Linked DNA regions of Mus musculus: all the other regions are linked to region 6. A link is a contact called in public Hi-C, HiChIP or PLAC-seq, Micro-C and promoter capture Hi-C data. All regions are on one chromosome and are shown on one strand. Each heading gives the region's core, a stretch centred on a gene start, on an enhancer-like site or on the middle of the called end of the contact. The rest is flanking DNA. Distances are from core to core; before and after follow the strand shown. Region 1 has its middle 230 kb from the start of A530076I17Rik. Region 2 holds the start of Gmfb (glia maturation factor, beta). Region 3 holds the start of Samd4 (sterile alpha motif domain containing 4). Region 4 holds the start of Cnih1 (cornichon family AMPA receptor auxiliary protein 1). Region 5 overlaps D330046F09Rik (RIKEN cDNA D330046F09 gene). Region 6 holds the start of Bmp4 (bone morphogenetic protein 4). Region 7 holds the start of Cdkn3 (cyclin-dependent kinase inhibitor 3).

The links. Promoter capture Hi-C pulls out the DNA fragments that hold promoters and counts their contacts. Hi-C and Micro-C count contacts between places; a contact is called where the count stands out from the background. HiChIP or PLAC-seq counts read pairs in DNA pulled down with a chosen protein or histone mark.
Region 1: a promoter capture Hi-C map of liver shows a contact between it and region 6, with 4 times the contacts expected there. The contact joins the enhancer-like site here to the promoter of Bmp4 in region 6. A contact is called at or near these places in 10 of 39 promoter capture datasets (the 3T3-L1 cell line, cranial neural crest, frontonasal cranial neural crest and 5 more), 4 of 115 datasets of contacts at active chromatin or transcription factors (craniofacial prominence, embryonic forebrain, embryonic limb bud and 1 more) and 3 of 9 other capture datasets (adipose tissue, liver and pancreatic islet).
Region 2: a contact with region 6 is called in a Hi-C map of muscle stem cells, with 2.2 times the contacts expected there. The contact joins the promoter of Gmfb here to the promoter of Bmp4 in region 6. A contact is called at or near these places in 3 of 484 Hi-C or Micro-C datasets (embryonic fibroblasts, embryonic stem cells and muscle stem cells) and 1 of 9 other capture datasets (adipose tissue).
Region 3: a Micro-C map of embryonic stem cells shows a contact between it and region 6, with 4 times the contacts expected there. The contact joins the promoter of Samd4 here to the promoter of Bmp4 in region 6. A contact is called at or near these places in 1 of 39 promoter capture datasets (embryonic stem cells), 6 of 484 Hi-C or Micro-C datasets (embryonic stem cells and uterus), 3 of 115 datasets of contacts at active chromatin or transcription factors (embryonic stem cells and pancreatic cancer cells) and 1 of 9 other capture datasets (adipose tissue).
Region 4: a Micro-C map of embryonic stem cells shows a contact between it and region 6, with 4 times the contacts expected there. The contact joins the promoter of Cnih1 here to the promoter of Bmp4 in region 6. A contact is called at or near these places in 2 of 39 promoter capture datasets (embryonic stem cells and stem cell-derived epiblast-like cells) and 1 of 484 Hi-C or Micro-C datasets (embryonic stem cells).
Region 5: a contact with region 6 is called in an H3K4me3 HiChIP or PLAC-seq map of embryonic limb bud, with 3 times the contacts expected there. The contact joins the enhancer-like site here to the promoter of Bmp4 in region 6. A contact is called at or near these places in 8 of 39 promoter capture datasets (the 3T3-L1 cell line, cranial neural crest, frontonasal cranial neural crest and 3 more), 2 of 484 Hi-C or Micro-C datasets (both in nephron progenitors), 6 of 115 datasets of contacts at active chromatin or transcription factors (cardiomyocytes, embryonic limb bud, embryonic stem cells and 2 more) and 2 of 9 other capture datasets (adipose tissue and pancreatic islet).
Region 7: a contact with region 6 is called in a promoter capture Hi-C map of epiblast stem cells, with 6 times the contacts expected there. The contact joins the promoter of Cdkn3 here to the promoter of Bmp4 in region 6. A contact is called at or near these places in 9 of 39 promoter capture datasets (the 3T3-L1 cell line, cranial neural crest, embryonic stem cells and 4 more), 1 of 484 Hi-C or Micro-C datasets (muscle stem cells), 6 of 115 datasets of contacts at active chromatin or transcription factors (embryonic stem cells, fetal liver, large pre-B cells and 1 more) and 2 of 9 other capture datasets (adipose tissue and embryonic stem cells).

What each region holds. Positions count from the first base shown.
Region 1 is chr14:45,899,875-45,902,800 of GRCm38.p6, reverse strand. No RefSeq gene overlaps it. Among named protein-coding and RNA genes, the nearest start is that of A530076I17Rik, 230 kb to the right of the region's middle. Within about 2 kb of position 1,395, at least 4 of the 459 cell types and tissues checked have an H3K27ac peak or open chromatin away from gene starts, as enhancers often do.
Region 2 is chr14:46,820,486-46,823,601 of GRCm38.p6, reverse strand. It overlaps Gmfb (glia maturation factor, beta), which reads left to right and starts at 1,360. Exons shown (of 7, transcript NM_022023.2): 1 at 1,360-1,501. The coding sequence starts at 1,499.
Region 3 is chr14:46,881,553-46,884,614 of GRCm38.p6, reverse strand. Samd4 (sterile alpha motif domain containing 4) reads right to left here and starts at 1,650. Exons shown (of 13, transcript NM_001037221.2): 1 at 1,447-1,650; 2 at 1-216. It overlaps Gm34934 (a long non-coding RNA gene), which reads left to right and starts at 1,816. Exons shown (of 2, transcript XR_383407.3): 1 at 1,816-2,875.
Region 4 is chr14:46,787,049-46,789,950 of GRCm38.p6, reverse strand. It overlaps Cnih1 (cornichon family AMPA receptor auxiliary protein 1), which reads left to right and starts at 1,594. Exons shown (of 5, transcript NM_009919.2): 1 at 1,594-1,768. The coding sequence starts at 1,688.
Region 5 is chr14:46,657,984-46,660,937 of GRCm38.p6, reverse strand. All of the region lies in intron 1 of D330046F09Rik (RIKEN cDNA D330046F09 gene), which reads left to right. Among named protein-coding and RNA genes, the nearest start is that of D330046F09Rik, 14 kb to the left of the region's middle. Within about 2 kb of position 1,682, at least 13 of the 459 cell types and tissues checked have an H3K27ac peak or open chromatin away from gene starts, as enhancers often do. A contact at or near this core is called in embryonic limb bud, where this site is marked.
Region 6 is chr14:46,389,036-46,392,182 of GRCm38.p6, reverse strand. Bmp4 (bone morphogenetic protein 4) reads left to right here and starts at 1,514. Exons shown (of 4, transcript NM_007554.3): 1 at 1,514-1,879. It overlaps Gm15222 (predicted gene 15222), which reads right to left. Exons shown (of 1, transcript NR_166856.1): 1 at 2,901-3,147. RefSeq lists promoters at 425-1,831, 1-1,831, 1,882-3,147.
Region 7 is chr14:46,758,940-46,761,971 of GRCm38.p6, reverse strand. Cdkn3 (cyclin-dependent kinase inhibitor 3) reads right to left here and starts at 1,431. Exons shown (of 8, transcript NM_001360041.1): 1 at 1,324-1,431. The coding sequence starts at 1,332.

The sequences.
Region 1 (2,926 bases), core at 146-2,645, 490 kb after region 6:
CACCCTACTTTTTGAATTAGCTAGGGTGACCATTTGCTTTCTTCTGTATTCTAGGAGGAAAGTCCTTGTTTGTTCTTGGATACAGGTAATTTCTTCCAATTGAGAAATGTTCAAATTGTATCAATTTTTTTCCAGTTTTGGAGAAATCAAAATGTTCCTAGCGCTCAAGGAAGAGAGCCTTTTCCCACCCTCTTCCTCCTGAGCTGGAAAGCGCCCAGCTCCTCCGAAGTCTGCTTACCCAGAAGTCCTGCTTCAAAGTGTTCTTTAAAAGCTTTCAAGAACACACTAGCACTTTTTAACAAAAACGCTGTTTTTAAAATAATACTCAACCGATGGTGGGATTGGGGTTAGGAATAGGGGGGTGAGGATGGAGTAGAGGTACTACGGTGTGAGTGGGAACAGTGAAGCAAATAGAAAAGGCTGAAACCTCTTGCCTGCCTGGCTTGTCCAAATGTGGTTAAAACAGTCACTGTTTATCCTCTTTACAAGGGACTAATTTGTTCAATGGACCCCACATGCTAAGTATTCCTCACAAGGAACTGAGAGTTTTCTGTAACAATGTAACAATAAACTTCCTCCTGTTGATACGATCATTGCTGTTCTCCACAGAGGAAAAGTCACTGGGGAAAAGGAAAGGATCGTAGTGTGCCTTCCTGAGTGAATTAGCATCTAGAACCCCAGGATGCTGGTTGCTGACTTCAGGTGATGTAAAACCTGAGGCCACTGAAGCTGGGAGAGAGGATGACGTTCCATAAGCACCTTTTCTTTTGAAGTGCCCCCAAACCTTAAAGCCTGCATTTCATTTGGAAAAAAAAAAATCTTCTGCTAAAACCGCTTCCCATATGCAGCCCATCTGGAAGACTATAATCTAGTCTCGCCTGCAGCAAACCGGCAGTAACAACGCTAGCCTTTCATCTCAGATCCCCAAGCAATAGACAAACATTAATTAATGCCCCCAACACACCTGGGATGTAGGGAAGTATTATTATCCATGGCTCACAGATGAGGAAATCCAGACACCAAGAGGTTAAATGGCTTGCCTTAGGCCACAGCACTAGCTAACAACTGCAAGACTTTCCACTGACAGTGGGCCCTCCGAGCCAGCTAGAGCTCTGAGAAACTTTTGAGACCATCCTCTATGAAAGGAACCATTACCAAGGCAGACTGCGGTCAACTTATTTCCCTCTCTCATTGTTTGGATCTCAAGAGACAACATAAATGAGCTCAGTCCCCCAATCTTAAAGAAACACACAAGACAGGCTGGGGAGGTAAGTTGGTTTCCTTGTAAGCAGGAAGACCTGACTGCAGACCCTAGCTCCCACATAAAAGTGTGGTGCTGTGTGTGAGTCTGTAAGGCCAATGCTGCAGGAATAGAGACAAGTGGATCCTAGCAACCCACTGGCTAACCATTACCTTAGCCAAATTGTCATGCTCTATGTTGAATGAAAAACCCTGCCTGAAAAGCCCACCCCCAGGCTGACAGGCATTTCCTGAGAAGCCACAGGTCCCTCCAGCCAGGGAAGCAGGTAGCCTAATTGCAGATCTTCCCTCCTTCTCCTCCTCCAAATCCAATCCCCCCAGTCTCACCTCCATCTATGTAGCAGACTATCTGCTACAGCCTCCTCCTTCCCATCTTGAGTGGAGCACTCAGATTTTCTCCTCTAACCGTCCTCCCAGCCATCCTGTTATTCCAGGCCCTGGCTCCATCAGGCTTTCTCTGGGAGCACAGCAGCCAAGCCTGACAGAGAAGCAAGTAGGCCGGCAAAGCAGATAGGAGAGCTTTAGATCCTCACTCTCCCTCCTCTCCTCTAAATCCTGTGCCCCAGCCTCACCCCCTGCTCTGTAGCCGACGACATCTTATGGCTTCTCCTCACTCTCTGTCCCCATTCCCGGGAGACTAAGCAAGCCCTTATAGAACACCCTGATTTACTCTCTCCTGTGGACATCCTCAGGCCATCCCTCCTAGCCCATCCCATCCCTGAGTGTCAGCTCCCAATATACATATTGCGTGGTACCTCCAGTGGCTACATTTGTCAGGATCCCAGAAAAATTCCATACCAAGCAACACAGCCACAACTCTCTCCTAAGGACCAGACAAGGGCAAAGAAACCAAGGAACAAAACACCCACCCAACAAAGACCAGATATCTGTACTTAGACTTATAACCTTCCCAAGCCCAGATGTTAGATGCCAGTGTGAAAAACAATAACATCCAAGACAAAATATCTCCAGTAGGCCCTAGCAATCCTGTCACAGTAGGACCTGAGAATCCCAACATAGCTAGAGACCAAGAAATAAGTCTTAAAACAGCCTTTATGAAGACGCTAGAGGTCCTCAAAAAGGAAATGAAGAAATCTGTGAAAATGCAAGCAGTGAAAGGAAGTAAATAAAACAGTTCAAGACCTGAAAGTAGAAATGAATGCAATAAAAAAAAAAGAGCCCAGACAGAGAGAAACCTGGGAAGGAAACGTGTAAGAACACAAAGAGGAGCCTCAGAGGCAAGCCTAACCAACAAAACCCACGAGATGAAAAAGAGGATCTTAGGCCCTGGTAGAAAAATCAGATACCTCTGTCAAAGAAAGGGTTAAATCTAAAAAAATTCTAGTGCAAATGATCCAGGAAGTCTGAGACACTGTGGAGAGACCAAATCTATAAGTTAAAAAAAAAAAATACAAGATGGAGAGGAAATGCAGGTCAAAGATACAGAAAATAAGTTCAACAAAATCATAAAAGAAAATGTCCCTAGCCTAAAGAAGGAGTTGCATATTAAGGTAAAAGAATTGTATAGAACACCAAATAGAAATTCCTCTCAGCAAATAATCACCAAAGCACTAAACATGCAGAGGAACAACAAAACAAGCAAACAACAACAACAAAAGACTATTAAAAGCTGTAAGAGAAAATGACCAAGTAACATACAAAGGCA
Region 2 (3,116 bases), core at 111-2,610, 430 kb before region 6:
GTCAAGTTCCAGGCTTCTCCCCAGAGAAGAGGATTTTCTCTGACACCTTGCCTATTTTGATGCTCCAGTGACTACATCCTTCCCTCTGCCATTTCAAGCTAGAGGAGAAGGCCAGAGTGGGAAAGGAAGGCTCTGCAGGTGCTCCAGCCTTCCTCCCCAGCTTCTACAGATCCACAGCAGAAGGTTTTCCCTTCCTACTGTTCACTTTGTCCCACCTTCCTTAAGGAGTGGTGTACAGGAAATCCATTTACCATTACCAATATCTGGATTTAAAACAAATGCTTATAGAGATTCAAAACTGCATAAGGTGCCTCTCACTGAAAACCTCTGGGTTTAATATGGAGATCCAAAACTCTATTTTTAGAAATCAAAGTTGCTCTTGGCATTTCTCTCTTCTTTCCTCCCTTCCAATTTCTTTCTTATTCTTAAAAACTATATTATTAGTTTGTGTGTATGGGTGTTTTGCCTGCTTGCACCACAAGCCTGCAGTGGCCCTGGAGGCCAGAGAGTGTTTTGGATTTCCTGGGGCTGGAGTTACACTGTCAACTACCATATTGGTGGGTTCTGGAGATCCGGCCAGGGTGGAGAGAACAACCTGTACTCGCAACCCCTGAGCCATCTCTCCAACTCCCATCCTTTCTTATTTTTGAAAGAGAATTCTACTAATCGTTTGAGGATAATAGTTATGGATGACAAAGGAGGAAGTACCAAAAGAGTATACAAATATTAGAATGTTTTAAAAATCTCTTATATTTATTTTTCGTAAAGTTGCCAATCCTTTCATCCACATAGTCTTTTTTGTACCTCATACTGTTTCTTAGAAAGGCAAGTTTATCTCCGTTATGGAATACCAGTAGTAATACATTTAAAAGGTCGTAACTTTTTGAGTGTCACACTTTGAAACAATAAGAGCACCTGGGTTTCAGAGTTCAATTCGCTGTAACTTGAGAGTAAAAGCCAACATGATCAACATTGGTAACCATTTACTGGTGAGTATGAATAGATTTTGGAAAATAAATTTATTCAGTAAGTTCTGGAAAGCAGGCAGGGTCAGGGATGGCGCCCTGGGACAGGTGCAAGGATGAAAGCCGCGTCTACCTTTGAAAAGCATTAAATCTGCAAGTAAACTGTAATCGACACGCACATTTACCACTCAAGTCATTAGCTCAGGTTTGGCACCACGAAATACCTGCCGTTAAGGCTTGTAGAATATTTAAAGACACCAAGAATCTGCGCACCGCTTGGCTGGCTCATTCCTTGGTAACGGCGCAGCATCCTTACTTAACAGGCACCAGAGGCGCCCGCGTCCGCATTTCGCCAAATTTTGGGCCTCGCCTCCCGCCGTCCGCTGTCACGTGCGGGCCACGGCGGCCGCGTCCTTAGGTGGGGGAGGCTGAGCGGTGCGCCAGCCGAAACAGGAAGGGAGTTGGCTGCCGAGCCATTCTTAAAGGGGCCCAAGAGATCGCACGGCAACGGGCCGCTGACGACCGGAAGGAAAATGGTAAGTGGCGGCGAAGGGAGGCACCGCGGGGTTGGACGGACTCGCAGTCCGTTCCCGACTTCCAGCGGCAGCGCGGAAGACCCCCGCGCTGCGGGCGGACGGTTGGAACGTGGCCTCCGCGTGGACCCTTGTGGTCCCCGCGGCGGAAACGGGCTGGGCCTGAGGGCCGGCGTTGTAGGCGAGTGTCAGGGTTCTGGTTGCATTCCGGCTTCGCCCAGGCTTCTTTCTACCTGCACCCCCTTGTTTCTGGCTGAATAGCTCCCGATACCCACATTCTTCCAGTCCAGGCCGTTGGAACCCATGTGACCCAGGGCTCTGATTTTGCCTTTAAGCAACTGTCAGAGGTTTAGTTTTGCTGCGTCTGGGGCAGTGGTTTCTGATCTCCTTGACGATGGACCCCAAGCATAAAGACAAAGTGGAGAATTAAGTCAGGTGCTCTCAAGGACCTTCTGGAGCCTTCCCAAAGTGTTTTTTAAGTACGACCAAGTATCATGGAAACAACAACAGGAAGACACTTATCTATAAATCCTCTCTTGGGGACCACTTCCGTCTAGCAGATCTTACCGCGGTCATTGAACCCAGTGAACTCGTGGCTTTTCATCGTTTTGACCTTTCAGCTACATTCCAGGGTGTTGACACTGGTGTTTGAGGCATCTCTTTAATTTTGCCTACCCCAACCCCCTTGGCTTTTGGGATTCAGAACTGGCTTTCCTCCTATTTCTGCTGATGCATCTGTTCCCCTTGGATTCCTTTCTCCATTCCTTGGACTATGCCCGTGAGTGCCCTAGGCTCCATTCCAAGGCTTCATTTTCTATTGTTTTTCTCTTTGCTGAACTTCTGGCTTCAGTAACCACCTACGTTGAGTTGACCTGTGAGTTCCTATCTCTGACCTTAGCTGAGATCCAACCAGCAGTTACATTCCACTTTTTGGTTAATTTCATCACACAGAAGCCACAGAGGCTCCTCAGTTTGTCCAAAAAGAACTCATAGCTTCCTCCACACATCTGGTCTTCATTCAGCCGGAATTCTGCAACTTGGCTAAAGGTGTGTTTGTGTTCCTTACACAAAGCCAGAAGTCTAGAAGTTATCTTTGTAAGTCTTTATTTCCTTCATATTGAATCTAACCCAGTTCTTATGTAGTGGAGAGAGAGAGAGAGAGAGAGAGAGAGAGAGAGAGAGAGAGAGAGAGAGAGAGAGAGAGAGAGAGAGAGAGAGAGAGAGAGAAAGAGCGAGCGCGCGAGCAAGCGCTGGAGTTCAGCATATCTGGGTTGCTTCCTGGGTCCACTACCTGTATGACTTAAGACTTTGGAGAAGATGCTTCTAGCCTGTCTAAATCTTAAATTTCCTGCCATATGTGGATGGCACTGGTGTGGGTGCGATAGTTTGGAGCATAAAGTGGGAGTCAGCTTTGTGCTGTATACGTGGTAGCTCACTGATGTTATTCACGTCTTTTATGCTGATCTTTAATTCCTCGGCTACTTGTCATCTCTGAAATAGTCTTGCTGGTAACTAGGGCTGTTGTGCTCTTCCTGGCTCTCTGCCTGCTTACTGCATATCACAACAAATATGATCTTATCAAAATTCAAATATGGCCATGTTTGCCTTCCCTACAATA
Region 3 (3,062 bases), core at 401-2,900, 490 kb before region 6:
CCAGAGACGATGACAGACAGTAGCGCGGAGATATTTTAAAAAAAAAAAATAGCGATTAAAAATGTAAATCCCTCGCAAGGCACAAAACTGAATGAAGATCGCTCCTTCCCCTTTTCTCGTAGCTTCAGGATGGTGATTTCCGGCGTCCTGGGGTCTCCTCCCCGCTGGGCGGCAGCTCGGACCCTTCACACCCGCATTCCCAAGCGGCAATCACTACTGAAAGGACAGAAAAAGCTGCAGTGAGACCTCGGCACGCGGACTGGAGCGTCTAGGGGGATCCGGGAGTGAGAGGGAGCTCGGTAGGGGGTGTGTGGAAGCCAAGGCTGGGGGAAGGGGTGTCCCGCGAAGGGAAGTCCCCTAAATTCCAGCCGGCCTCTCCACACTCGGATGCGCGAGCTGAGCTATTGCACACTTCCTTCCCAGGTGCGGGAGGAGACCCCGCGGCTTCCTGTTGCTGCGGCTGTGACCCGCAAGTGCTCCCTGCACACCCCACCCGGAGTGGCCTCTGGGGCTGTGTCTGCGAACGCCAGCACCAGCAACAGATCCTCCCCGCGCTGAAAACTTGCAATGCGGCTGTGAAGGGGCGCGGGGGTGGGGTGGGGGCTAATGCAAAGCAGAGGCGGTGTCAGAGGCAACCAGGGTTCCAGCCTCCTCCTCCTCCTCCTCCTCCTCCTCCTCCTCCTCCTCCTCCTCCTCCTCCTCCTCCCCCTCCTCCTCCTCCTCCCTCCTCCTCCTATTCCTTCCCTCCTATTCCTTCCCTCCCTCCTCCCTCCTCCTCCTCCTCCCGGAGAAGCAGCCGTACGGCTGCAGCTCCATCTACAGCAACAGCCAGCATCTCCGCCGCCAGGCTCCCCTCTGGATTTAGGCCGTGAGCAGCCGCAGCGACAGCTCGAGACAAAAATAAACTCTCCCTATCCAAAGCTCGGCGCGGCTCAGTCAGAGCCCTCACTCCCCAGCGCCGCGCCAGCCCACCCGGGAGGTTTCCCTGGGCCTGCTTGACCCACGACCATCAGATGTGTGTGCGCGCGCGTGTGATTTAGGCATCCTGCCCCCGGTCCCCGCCGCCGCCTGCGGGCCGGAGTGTCCTCGCCCTCCGGTCCCAGGCCCAAGGCGATGCGGTTGGGGGCGCACGCCTTACGCAGGGACCGCGGGAGCCCGTATCACGGCTTTCCCAGGCGGCAGGGCGGACCCCGAGGGAAATGCAGATTCCTCCCTTCCGCACACGCCCCCCAAGGACCTCAAAGAAGAAAAGTTAGGTTTAGGGGCTCTATCGTCCCATCTCAGCTCCCGTGGCGAGGCGAGCAGAGACTAAGCGCCGGACCCTCTGGGGGCCGCTCGCTTCCAGCATCTGACACCCAGAACTTCTGGGTAGAAGAGCGAAGCCCCCGGGAAAGGGTCGGAGGAACCACTGGGTGCCTCGCCCGGGACAGCAGAAGGGACGCTCACCTCCACGCAGCTCATCCCTGCGGCTCGGGGCCCTGCGCGCGGGTCCGGGGCCGTAGCAGCAATCAGTGGGGTTGGGGGCGCTCGGAGCGCGGGCTGCGGGCCATGCCGTCGGGGCTGGCGGCGCGCGGAGAGGGCAGCGCTGCGGGTTCGGGGCGCTATCGCTGCCGCCACTGCTGCCTCCAGTGTCGGCTCGCGAAGGACTGAGCCGCCCGGAGCTCCCCACATGCTACTGATTAACATACACCATTACATCATGGGCTTGGCAGGGAGCGCCCGAGCGGGGGGAGAGGAACCCGGGCGGCGGCGGCGGCACGCGGGGGAGTCGGGGGAGGGGGGGAGGATCCCCGGGCCCGGCGGGCGGCGGGTTGGGGGGAGGGACGGATTCCTAAGCCCGGGCCATAGAGGAGGAGGGAGCCAAGTGGGAGGAGCGGAAGAGCGCAGATTGGAAGATCTGCGTAGAGAAACACAGAAGTTTGGGGAAGGGGAGGGGTCCGGGTGAATTCCTCTCGGCTGCCACCCGCGTGTTCTACAACGGCCAGGGCACCGGAGCCTCCGGAGCTGGGACAGGAGTGAATCCCAACGGAGCTGGACTGGAGCGAGAACGGTGCTGCCACCCGCCGCTCGCCCTTGGGAATGTGGCTCCCCAGGTCCAGTGACCCTTTGGCCTGGGACCTGTGGGTGGCTGACTGGTCCCGTGGGTGACTGACTGGTGTAGACCGTAAACACCCGGAGTCACTGTCTCTGGGGGCTTGGACGGATTCCTGGGGTCTGGGACGCATGAAGTAGCAGAGGGCGGCGAAGGGCACAACGCGCAGGGCTAGATGTGTCTGGCCGCGGTGCTCCACGAGGCCCTTGTCTAGGAGAAGCAAGCAGAGCCTGGTCGATCACCCTCAGCCCAAGTCCGGCGCTGGATGCCCTTTATTTTTGCAGTCCTCCATACCCGCCTCAGGCCTCGCTTTCCCGAGAGGAGGAGGCGGACTTCGGGAGCCTGATCTCAAGCTATGCTTGGCGCGCGGCTGTGGCTTGTGGCCTGGAGCTGTGGCCCCAGGCGCCCTGGGCGACGGGGAGGCGTGGCGAGACCACCTGTCAGCACCACGGAGTTTGGGGGACGCGGCTTTCACCTGTGCCTGCAGAGGGCGGGGCCAGAGGCTGGGCCGGGATTTGTCGCTGGAAGCTCTAGGTCGCCTACTATAAAATGCTTGCATGGGTCAATTACCCAAAAGAAGGGTTGACTAAAAATACCCTAAAGCCTAGACATTTCTGCATCTTCTAATGCGAACGGTCACAAAGGGACTGGCCAAAATCCAGCCTGTTTCAGAAGAAACACCGAGCCTTCGAATTTGTTTTCCAGAGACTTGGGAGCATTTATAAACGAGAGCTGGAAAAGCAAACGTGGGTCTGCCCTGCTCTAGCTAGCACAGTTTTAAAGGTAAAGTGTCCAAGGCCTTATTCCTCCACCTTTCAGCTCCCACACTAGCATCTGGATTTCCAATCCTTTCTTCTACCCTGCTCCTCGGATTTCATGTCTGTCTCGTGTAGGTCCTGTCAGTGTGACAACACCTCCCATCTCTTAGGGTAGTGAAAGGGCTTGTGGGGAGGCACAATGTTTTGCCAAT
Region 4 (2,902 bases), core at 345-2,844, 400 kb before region 6:
AGCTGATGCAGAGGCCATGGAGGGATGTTCTTTACTGGCTTACTTCCCCTGGCTTGCTCAGCCTGCTCTCTTATAGAATCCAAGACTACCAGCCCAGAGATGGCCCCACCCACAAGGGGCCTCTCCCCCTTGATCACTAATTGAGAAAATGCCTTACAGCTGGATATCTCGTGAAGACATTTTCCCCAACTGAAACTCCTTTCTCTGTGATAACTCCAGCTGTGTCAAGTTGACAGAAAACTAGCCAGTACAAGGGGTTACTGCGTTCAGTGAACCAGGAGGCAGATTTAATAAATCTTAGTAGGTGCAGTCTCTGCAGGGAGCAGTCTTCAGGCAGTGAATAGGGTGGGGCTATGGTAGAGATGGAAATCCACACAGACTAGAGAAAGGTTTTGCTATTTCCTTGAGCCTGGGGTGTAGTGGCATTTGCCATTTTCCCATGACTCTGAGGATTTAGTGCCCAAGCCAAATAGCACACATTCTCCCAGACCCTCACTGCCTCAGAGTTTCTTCCACTCACCACCAAACAGTGGATGTGTGCTCACACAATGAATGTAACTTTAAAATAAATGTTAATCCACTAGAGTGATGCAGAATTTAAAGTTCAATTCCTTAGCCATCTTAGCCACCTTGTATCCACAAGTAGCCAGTGGCTGTATTCCACAAGAGCAAATGTCTACCAATGCAGAAAGTCTCAGACAGGCTGGACATAGCCCTCTAAAACATTCTATTCCGTTTGCTCCAGTGAGCACATTTCAACACAAATTTATCGTGTCTTTCTTGCTTAAAAGCCTTGAAGAGTTTTTCTTCCATCATCAGCATCTAGTAGATGATGAACTGGTTTCTCAGATTGCAGCCAGCATTAAAAATAAAACTGTTTTGTAGAAATTTTACTTTGTTTTTGATTTTTTTTTTCACCACCACTACCTTTCTAATCTGTGGTCTTTATGTTACAGGGTTACACTGAGAAAAACAAAATCTTTGAAATCTTGTGATAAGCAATAAAGTTTGAAAAGCCGGGGGTCTGGGTGTAAGCCTGAGCTCCTGAACTGAGCGTATTTTGCTACTCTGTGGTTTGAGGTCTTAGACCTCTGTCACCCAAGTTCCACTAACAGATCCATTGCTGGTTGCACCCAAGACACAACGTTTTCCTTTCCTTTTTCCCTTTCCACCTCTGCCCTTTGCTCATTTGAGCCGATTTCCTGTATCGCCAGCACTCCCTTCTCTTTTCCTGCACTTATCATAGAAGCCTCAGATTAGCTTCCAGGAGGGCCGGGTGACCTTTCATAGCATGCACAAGTACCAGTTTACAGCGTTATAACAACATTGTTTAGTCGCTCGTTCCTGGAAGTAGATTAAATCCTTTCAATACAGGCACTTTTAAAATCTACTTTTGCATTTCAAACACAAGACTAGTCTCTGGAACAAGCTAGACATTCATTTAATGGCTATCCAAAGAGTAAACTACAGAATGAAGGACAAAATCAACTGTGCAGACAACAGAAGAGCCACGCAAACTCCGACCATCAGGGGGTGCTCGCGCGGGCGGCCCTCTGCGCAAGCGCGCCGGGAGGAGGCCGCGGCGGCAGTGGAGGCTGAGGCCGGGGGAAGTGAATGGTTTTACCCAGAGGGCCGTGCGCCGCCTTTCTCCGCTGGCCCCGGCGCGCCCGGCAGCTCCTCCCCGGCCATGGCGTTCACTTTCGCGGCCTTCTGCTATATGCTGGCGCTGCTGCTCACCGCCGCGCTCATCTTCTTCGCCATCTGGCACGTGAGTAGCCGGGGCAGGGGGAAAGAGGGCGAGCGACGGCGCAGCCTCTTGCAGCTCCCGGCCCGGGGCTGCGTGGGGCCCCAGCTGCCGGCGCGCGCCAGGACGTGGCCTGGCTGCTAGGGCCGTGGACGCTGCGCGCTCCCGGGCCGGGGTCCGGAGGGCATGGCGTGCGGGGTCCCGGTGTCCACGCCGCCGCGTGCGGGCCCAGGCCGCGCTCCGCTATTCGCGAGCAGGGCTGGGCGGGGCGGGCAGGCGGGCGGCTCCGTGTCTACGCCGGGCCCGCGCGCACGGCTTGTCCGCGTCCCCCGTCTCGATGGATGCCCAGTGCGCACCGAGCGGTGACTCTCGGCGTGAAGTTTTCCTAATTTTTATCCTTGAATTACCGATTTCCTTTTAAGGCTTCCTCGGAGCACGGCCAAAATCGGATATTATAAGTTACTTTAGCTCCATTTCCAACTCTGCTTTGCAGCACTCGATGGGCGATTTTCTAGTAGAACACGGTGGTTGAGAGACGAGTTCCTGGTGAACTTTGAGGCAGCTTGGATTGATTACTTCGTTGGCCACATCTCCGAGTTTTCCCCTGAAGTCATACTTTGGATCGCGAGAGCTTTTTCAGGAGACAGCCTCCCAAGCCACCTCTGTGGTATGGGCTGCATGATTTAGTAGAGGGAGTTTTAATTTGATTTTGAAAATCCTCAGAAACTTTTGGCTCCTCATATGTCCTTGCAGGGTGGACGTGCATTCTTACTGTGCTCTGTCCCTGGTGACAGTTCTATTGAGACAGACTTTTGAGTGTCTCTACCGCTTAGCACCACTGAAAGAGCTCTCTGGGAGATCAGCAATTCTCAAAAGTTGAGCTCATTTGTTTCTATCCTCCCAGTACTTTCTGGAATAATGGCATAATTTGAATGATGGGGCGAGTTCAACCTCGTGTAAATACTAAGTCAGGTTTCATCACCATCCTGTGCGTGATTAAATGGCAGCAGATTAAATGGTTGCAGAAGTCTCCGAAGTAGGTAGATAGATACCAAGGGTCCTTCTTGCTAAGGAGTGTGATTGTATTTAGAGCCTATTTGCCTGTGGATGGGGAATGCTGGGGTCCGGTGTTCACTTTGTCAGAAATAACTGCTACTT
Region 5 (2,954 bases), core at 433-2,932, 270 kb before region 6:
AACAGATGTTCAGATGCGTGGGTCAGTATGAATCAACATACACATCTCTCCGCGTCTCACGTTCCTTCTCTGTGAGGTGAAGGACCAGCATGAGCAGTGAGTGGTTCTTACCCAGTTGCACATTGCCAGAGAGATGGTTTAGTCATCGAGGTGCTTGCTTTGCCGGGGCAAGAAATCTGAGTTTCATCCCTAGAACCTGTGGAATAGGCCAGGTGAGCTAGTGTTTGCCCTTGTAATCCCAGAAATGCTGAGACAAGCTGACAGATCTCCGAAGCTCATTGGCCGTTTCCTGCAGCCTACTTGATGAAGTTCCAAGTCTTGTCTCAAAGGAAAGGGTGGAAGACACCCAAGAAATGACACTCAGTGTTGTCCTCTGATCTCCACATACATGAACATACATGTACCCCTCTACATTCACCTGCACACATATGAATCCCATACATATATGTGCAACTCCTCTCACATACAAAAAGATCATAAGTCATAAAGGCCTGGCAGAGAATGGTGCCAACTTGCTAGCTGCCAACGCTCCTTTTCTTGTGTGTGTGTGTGTGTGTGTGTGTGTGTGTGTGTGTGTGTGTGTGCGTGTGTGTATGTGTGTATGTGTGTTATATGCATGTGTGCACATGTGTACTTGTGCAGTGCATGTGCACATGGAAGCCAGTTTCCAATGTTAGGAGTCTTCCTTTATTGTTCTCTACTGAATTTTCTGAGACACGATCTGACATTGAACTTGGAGTTTGCCATTTTGGTTAGTCTGGCTGGCTAGCCTGCTGTCAGGATCTTCCTGTCTCTGCTTCCCAGCTTCGAGGTCATGGTTGCATGCTGCCACACCTGGCCTCTGTGGGGTGTTGTGAGTCTGATCTCAGGCCTCAAGCTTGCACAGCAAGAGATTTACCTACTGAACCATCTCCCCAGCCCTCAAACTACTTTTTCATATCAGCAAAAGTCATACTTAGGGCAAGGAGAAATTCAGCTTGGAAATGAGCAGCCCACAGGCATGTAGGCTTCTAGTATACAGTGCTTTTTCCACCCTGAGAATTCTGCAATCTCTATTAACTTCATGAATTCCAGAGTAACCTGTCCTTGAGGGCTCTGTGTGTCCTGAGTCACTTTGTCCTCTTGCCCTCAAATTTGCCTCAAACAGTGGGGCACAGCTTATACACTCCCACCAGACTCTGAGCCTGGAAATTCTGCTGACAAACAAAATGGAGGCAGCATGGAAAACGGTGCCCCAGTTTGTGCTGTTACAGTTAATGACCTGTCAGCGTTTCCATTTGGAGCCTCTATTTCAGGGGATGTATAACCAACCATAAACATGCTCTCTGGGCTGAACCTTGGCACTTGTGATTTCAGCTCGAGAACACATGTGTGCTGGTGTGTGCATGTGTTTTTACAAGATGAGAGGGGAAAAAAAATCAGTTAGCCATTTTAAAGCTAAGGGTGGTGAGAAGCAGGGTGGGGGGCTGGTAATTGGTAGCAGATGCACCTCTGATGCTGCCAGGACTTGAGAATTGCTGAGTTGCTTTGCCCCCCAGTTGGGGATATGGAGGGTGGAGAAGTAATTCCGTGCTTTCATTCTGTGCAAGCAATACTAATTGACAAAGTAAAAATCCATATGTAAGGGGTAAAATACAGGTGAAGGTAGCTTCTCTAAGAGCAGGAATTGACTGAAGACCAAAGGCTGTATAGGGCCCAGAGGCCAAAGGAGCAAAACTGTAGCTTACAGAGCCGGCATCTTTTCACCAAGGTGCACTCTCCTTTACTCTCTTCTTCCAGAGGCTGGAAGAGGGAGGACAGGCCAGTTTTAGTTTTTAATGACATTTCCAGTTATCATAGCATGTGGTTGGTGGGGAAATGGCCATTTCCTTTTGAATAGAGAGTGTCAGAAGACCTCTGAAAATGTAGATTTAATGAGATTAGATGATGACAGTATCCATATGTAAGTACCAAGATGATCATTACAACTGAGGCATCAGTCAGTCCACAACCCTCAGAACTCTAAGCCCTAGAACAGGGTATGGTGACCTACATCTGTAATCTCAGCACTTGGGAAGCTAAGGCAGGAGAATCATGATGAGTTCTGGGCCAGCACAGGCTGTATAGCAAGGGTCAGTTACAAACAAACTAACAAATAGCAACAGAAGTTGTGAAGCCTCAAGCTGCCGCTGTTTTAAGAGCATGTAAAAATCTCAGCTCATGTAGTGAGCTATGTCTGCGGTGGTTTTCAGACTCTGTTTCCTGCAGTGTAAGAGTGACTGGCTTGGAACAATAAAGACATCCACAGACACTAGGCCCAAAAAAGTCAGAAAAAGAGTTTCCTCCAAAGACCTGACCATAAATCGGAAGCCATAGTGGGAAGCCCTCAGGCAGAAGGCTTCACACTCATTGGGGAGGAGAGATAGTCTGCTTCAAAGTTTCCATCTTTAGTGATGGTCACACCTTCTAGCAAAGAACAGTGCAGGTTCCAGCCTCATGTCCCCTTATACCTCCTGGACAGCCCAGCCCTGTGGCTGCTGGTGGAGGTGGTGTCACTGCTCAGTGCCGATGCTGAGAGCCCACACCTCGGGTCTCAGATGCTTCTCTTTCTTCTCTTTGGCTCTCCGTTCAACACCCTGTCCATTCCTACTTTTTATGTAAATGAATCCAGTTCATTTCTTCCTTCCAGGGACTTCTCTCCACCTGGCATCTTCACTCCTTTTTTTCTTTGCATAGATGATTCTATGCTCTCATCCTGTTCTGGGCTCTCAGGTCGCTTTCCTGGACGAGACCCATTCTTGGCTTATTATTTCAGGAGTCACCAAACTACCACCAGCAGATCAAATCTGAGTGAACATTACCTGTGCTGTTGTGTGGCCCAAGGAATTAAGAATGCTATTTATCACTTAACTTTATTACTTAAAGTTTTTGGTGGGAAGGTTGTTTTGAGACTAGGTCTCTTTCTGTAGTCCAGG
Region 6 (3,147 bases), core at 265-2,764:
AGTGACGCAGGGAATCAATCGTCTTCTAATAGAAAGGGCTCATGGAGACCTGAGCTGATCTTTCTGTTCTGGATGAGAGAGGTGGTACCCATTGGAATGAAAGGACTTAGTCAGGGGCATACAGTGTGCTCCAGGCTGGGGATGGTCAGGATGTTGTGCTCAGCCTCTAACACTCCTTCCAACCTGACATTCCTTCTCACCCTTTGTCTCTGGCCAGTAGAATACAGGAACTCGTTCCTGTTTTTTTTTTTTTAAATTCTGAAGGTGTGTAAGTACAAAGGTCAGATGAGCGGCCCTAGGTCAAGACTGCTTTGTGGTGACAAGGGAGTATAACACCCACCCCAGAAACCAAGAACCGGAAATTGCTATCTTCCAGCCCTTTGAGAGCTACCTGAAGCTCTGGGCTGCTGGCCTCACCCCTTCCCTGCAGCTTTCCCTTTAGCAGAGGCTGTGATTTCCTTCAGCGCTCTGGGCAAATACTCTTAGCCTGGCTCACCTTCCCCATCCTCGTTTGTAAAAACAAAGATGAAGCTGATAGTTCCTTCCCAGCTCCATCAGAGGCAGGGTGTGAAATTAGCTCCTGTTTGGGAAGGTTTAAAAGCCGGCCACATTCCACCTCCCAGCTAGCATGATTACCAACTCTTGTTCTTACTGTTGTTATGAAAGACTCAATTCCTCATCTCCCTTCTTTTAAAAAGGGGCCAAAGGGCACTTTGTTTTTTTCTCTACATGGCCTAAAAGGCACTGTGTTACCTTCCTGGAAGGTCCCAAACAAACAAACAAACAAACAAAATAACCATCTGGCAGTTAAGAAGGCTTCAGAGATATAAATAGGATTTTCTAATTGTCTTACAAGGCCTAGGCCTGTTTGCCTGCCAAGTGCCTGCAAACTACCTCTGTGCACTTGAAATGTTAGACCTGGGGGATCGATGGAGGGCACCCAGTTTAAGGGGGGTTGGTGCAATTCTCAAATGTCCACAAGAAACATCTCACAAAAACTTTTTTGGGGGGAAAGTCACCTCCTAATAGTTGAAGAGGTATCTCCTTCGGGCACACAGCCCTGCTCACAGCCTGTTTCAACGTTTGGGAATCCTTTAACAGTTTACGGAAGGCCACCCTTTAAACCAATCCAACAGCTCCCTTCTCCATAACCTGATTTTAGAGGTGTTTCATTATCTCTAATTACTCGGGGTAAATGGTGATTACTCAGTGTTTTAATCATCAGTTTGGGCAGCAGTTATTCTAAACTCAGGGAAGCCCAGACTCCCATGGGTATTTTTGGAAGGTACAGAGACTAGTTGGTGCATGCTTTCTAGTACCTCTTGCACGTGGTCCCCAGGTGAGCCCCGGCTGCTTCCCGAGCTGGAGGCATCGGTCCCAGCCAAGGTGGCAACTGAGGGCTGGGGAGCTGTGCAATCTTCCGGACCCGGGCCTTGCCAGGCGAGGCGAGGCCCCGTGGCTGGATGGGAGGATGTGGGCGGGGCTCCCATCCCCAGAAGGGGAGGCGATTAAGGGAGGAGGGAAGAAGGGAGGGGCCGCTGGGGGGAAAGACTGGGGAGGAAGGGAAGAAAGAGAGGGAGGGAAAAGAGAAGGAAGGAGTAGATGTGAGAGGGTGGTGCTGGAGGGTGGGAAGGCAAGAGCGCGAGGCCTGGCCCGGAAGCTAGGTGAGTTCGGCATCCGAGCTGAGAGACCCCAGCCTAAGACGCCGCTGCGCTGCAACCCAGCCTGAGTATCTGGTCTCCGTCCCTGATGGGATTCTCGTCTAAACCGTCTTGGAGCCTGCAGCGATCCAGTCTCTGGCCCTCGACCAGGTTCATTGCAGCTTTCTAGAGGTCCCCAGAAGCAGCTGCTGGCGAGCCCGCTTCTGCAGGAACCAATGGTGAGCAGGGCAACCTGGAGAGGGGCGCTATTCTGAGGATTCGAGGTGCACCCGTAGTAGAAGCTGGGGATGGGGCTCAGGCTGTAACCGAGGCAAAAGTTGGCCTATTCCTCCTTCCTTCTCCAACAGTGTTGGAGGTGGGATGATGGAGGCTAAAAGGCACCTCCATATATGTTACTGCGTCTATCCAACCTACTTTAGGGAGGTGCGGGCCAGGAGAGGCGGGAAGGAGAGAAGGCCTTGGAAGAGAGGTCATTGGGAAGAACTGTGGGGTTTGGTGGGTTTGCTTCCACTTAGACTATAAGAGTGGGAGAGGAGGGAGTCAACTCTAAGTTTCAACACCAGTGGGGGACTGAGGACTGCTTCATTAGGAGAGAGAACCTAGCCAGAGCTAGCTTTGCAAAAGAGGCTGTAGTCCTGCTTTGCTCTAAAGCGCGACCCGGGATAGAGAGGCTTCCTTGAGCGGGGTGTCACCTAATCTTGTCCCCAACGCACCCCCTCCCAGCCCCTGAGAGCTAGCGAACTGTAGGTACAGAACTCGCTCCCATCTCCAGGAGCTATTTTCTTAGACATGGGCACCCATGCATTCTGCCTTCTGGTACTCTCCCCTCCCTGGGAAGGGGTGTAAGGTTCGACGGACCGTGGCCAGGATGCCGAAAGGCTACCTGTGCGGGTCTTCTGCCATGCTGTGTCTGTGCGGACATGCCAGCAGGGCTAATGAGGAGCTTGCGATACTCCAAAGGGTTCGGGAATTGCGGGGTCCTTACACGCAGTGGAGTTGGGCCCCGGGGACTCAGAAGGTTTCCCGCCACGGCTTTGGTTGATAGTTTTTTTAGTATCCTGGTTTATGAACTGAAGGTTTTGTGAGATGTTGAATCACTAGCAGGGTCATATTTGGCAAACCGAGGCTACTATTAAATTTTGGTTTTAGAAGAAGATTCTGGGGAGAAAGTGAAGGGTAACTGCCTCCAGGAGCTGTATCAACCCCATTAAGAAAAAAAAAAATACCAGGAGATGAAAATTTACTTTGATCTGTATTTTTTAATTAAAAAAAATCAGGGAAGAAAGGAGTGATTAGAAAGGGATCCTTGTGAAGTTGAAATTGAAACAAGTCCTTCGTCTATTTACTGGGCTTTAACGTCGAGAGCGCTCCACACACCGCCAAAGGCACAGGATTGTCCGGGGATCCTGAGCGTCGGCGGTTCCACGGTGCCCTCGCTCCGCGTGCGCCAGTCGCTAGCATATCGCCATCTCTTTCCCCCTTAAAA
Region 7 (3,032 bases), core at 182-2,681, 370 kb before region 6:
ACCTGCAGGTTTGTAGGTAGACTAGGAAGTTAAAGCAGTCAGTGTGAAAATTCAAGAGCTAAGGCAGGTATGATGGTGCAAAGCTTTGATGTCAGCATTGGGGAGACTGAGGCACAAGTTCTAGAGCAGTGGTATACATGGCCAGGCTGGCTCAAAAGAAAACACAATATGGGTGGAAGGGTGGAGGATTGTGTATTCAGTAGAGATGACCCAGAAGAGACAAAGCCAGTGGACACTGCTCATCCCCTTTCTAAAACAAAAACAAAAACAAACAAACAAACAAACAAAAAACCCTTTCCACTCCCTAATTGGAACCATCTGAGATCAGACATTTGAACAACACGTGTATACAAAAATATTAGTTTTAAAGAATGTCAAAAGGAGAAAGTAGACTGCGGCTGTGTGATTCCCACATCCATCCAGATCTACCCCTTCCCAGGCAGCAGTGGACTACAGAGGACTCACTTGTGCTTGCCAGAGGAGGTAGATCTCAAGAGAGGAGGAAATAGCGAGCTCTACGTGTGTTCAGTTCCTCTATACCAGAGGTCAGATAGCTCACTCTTCCTCTGGCAACAATGCAGTCGGTAGGCAGCTGACACAGTGGACACAAGACTTGCAAGAGTAACCACCTGACTGCTTGGCTTTCAAGCTCTTCTAGAAAGGTCTTGCTGGAGGAACAGGTGATAACTGGCTGAAATTATAGATTGCGGTTTCTTTGGATTGCTCTTTGGTATAAAACACAACGGAACCCAAATGAAGCCTTTAAGTGGAGTGTCAGCTATGAGGTAGAAACGATATGTCAGGTGGGGCTTCCAAGTCATGGCTAAGACCCCTTTTCTTTCTCCTATAAAACCAGATTTTAAGCTTGTGTGACTTTTCACTCCACCCCTCTCAGCCTGCTGTGGATAAATGCTAACAGGCTTAGACGTCCCTGCCTTCCTCAGGCCCAGGGATTCTGACCTGCAGGAAACAAGACGCAGTGCCCTGAGCTTTCTGAGGGAGGGTGGCTATCGTGATGTCACTCACAAACGGGGTCGTTACAGCCTCTGCATCTGAGGCATCAAGCCACCCACAACCCCGGCCGTGACAGCCTCTGCATCTGAGCTGTCAAGCTGAATGGCTTGGCCCTCTCTGGCAGGGTCGTCGTGAGGCCCCTCAGGTGGGCAGCGAACCGCAGTGCCACAGATCTGCCACTCAGCCTCCCCGACGCGCAGGGCGGTTACTGTGCGAATCGCACCGCTGGCCGCCCAGCAACGCAGCCGAGGCGGTCCAGCGTCTGGCCCCGTGGCGAGGATCCTTCGGGTCCCGGACAGCCCCACTCACCGGCTTCATCGCGGGTCGCCACTCGCCGTAACCAGTGCCGCCGCCCTCGCAGCCTTTAGGACACCGCCCGCGAAGAGCCCGCCCCCGTCAGTCCATTGGTCCGCCCACGTAGGAGGTGGCGCGGGGCGTTCCAGAAACCAATCATATCCTCGCTCTGTTTCTTACTCCGGGGCCTTGCTCAGCCTCTGACTACTCATTGGTTCAGAGGAAGTCTTTGAAAGACGCGCGGAAGGAGGGCCCGGAAGAAAGGGGATTGGCTTGGAGGGCTCCGCCCCTCCGCCAGTTGAGGGCGTGGACGTGGCGAGAGGCGGAGCGAGGCGAAGTGGTTCCTCACAAGTCCAGCGCTTTGGAGACTTTCTGGACTTAATTTCTGAATGATACCAGGATAGGGAGCATTTTCTTTTAAATTGTTTTAACTTTCAGGGCGTGGTAATTGGTGGAGGAGAGCCTTGCATAGGAGGTGTCCCTGGGAAAACTGACATTGCTGTCATATCTAGTCATGTAGATACTTTGGAGAATACTAAATAAAGAGCATAGGCATACTTGACATTGGATGTTCTGTATGTTCTGGATGTTCCAGGATGTACATAAGTTAATGTGTAGATCAGTCTTCCTGTTCACCAAGTAGGAATGTGCTAATATTGTATGAAAAGGAGATAAAATGATATGGGGGTTGGGGGTGGGGTCGACCTTGTCAGGCTTAATCAGCGCCAATATAAGACTGTTCTGAGCCTGCTACATGGGCGCAAGGAACTGAACTAGGGTCCTCTCTGAGAGGACACGCTCTTTATTGGTGAATCTTCTCTCCATTAACTCCCCTGCCCCCCCCCCCCCACCTTCCATTTTCAGTCTTCATTTAGCTGGCTTTGGGAAAGAAAGTCACCTGGAGCAATAGTATCATGGAATTTGAGAAAAGCAGAAGTTTCCTCTTTTACCCTTATGTCAAAGTCAGTGGGCACAGGGCTAGTAGTTAGGGAAAGAAGACAGCACGATTTGACTTAGAAATAGCATTAGTCACGATCCTTCGGAGAAATAGAAGTTGTGTGTGTGTGTGTGTGTGTGTGTGTGTGTGTGTGTGTGTGTGTGTAAAAGAAATGACTTCGGAATGCTGGTGAGTTCAAAATCTAGTGAGAGGTTAGTGGCTGTTGACTCAGAAGATCAGATCAAAGTTCAAGTTCAAAGGCAGAGTGTTGTGGGGGCCAGGAAGAGTCTGTGCTGTAAATTAACTGTGAAAACCATAAGCTAAAGAATCCTCCTTGTGTTAAGAGAATCTTAGCTTTTGTAATATCCAGGCTTCCAACTTGGAAGACAATCTGCTTTACCCAAAGTCTACCAACTTAAATGTAAATTACATCCCCTAATATTCACAATAGTGTTTTTCTAAATATCTGAGCACCTGGCTTAGCCAGGTCAATGCATGTCTTAGTTAGGGTTTCTCTTGCTGCAACGAAACACCATGACCAAAAAGCAAGTGGGGGAAGAAAGGGTTAATTTAGCTTACACTTGCACATTGCTGTTCATTATTGAAGGAAGTCAAGATAGGAATTCACACAGGGCAGGAACTTGGAAGCAGGAGCTGATGCAGAGGCCATGGAGGAGGGCTGCTTACTGGCTTCCTTCCCCTGGCTTGCTCAGCCTGTTTTCTTATAGCAGGCAGGACCACCAGCCCAGGGATGGCACCACCCACCATGAGCTGGGCTCTCCTCCAT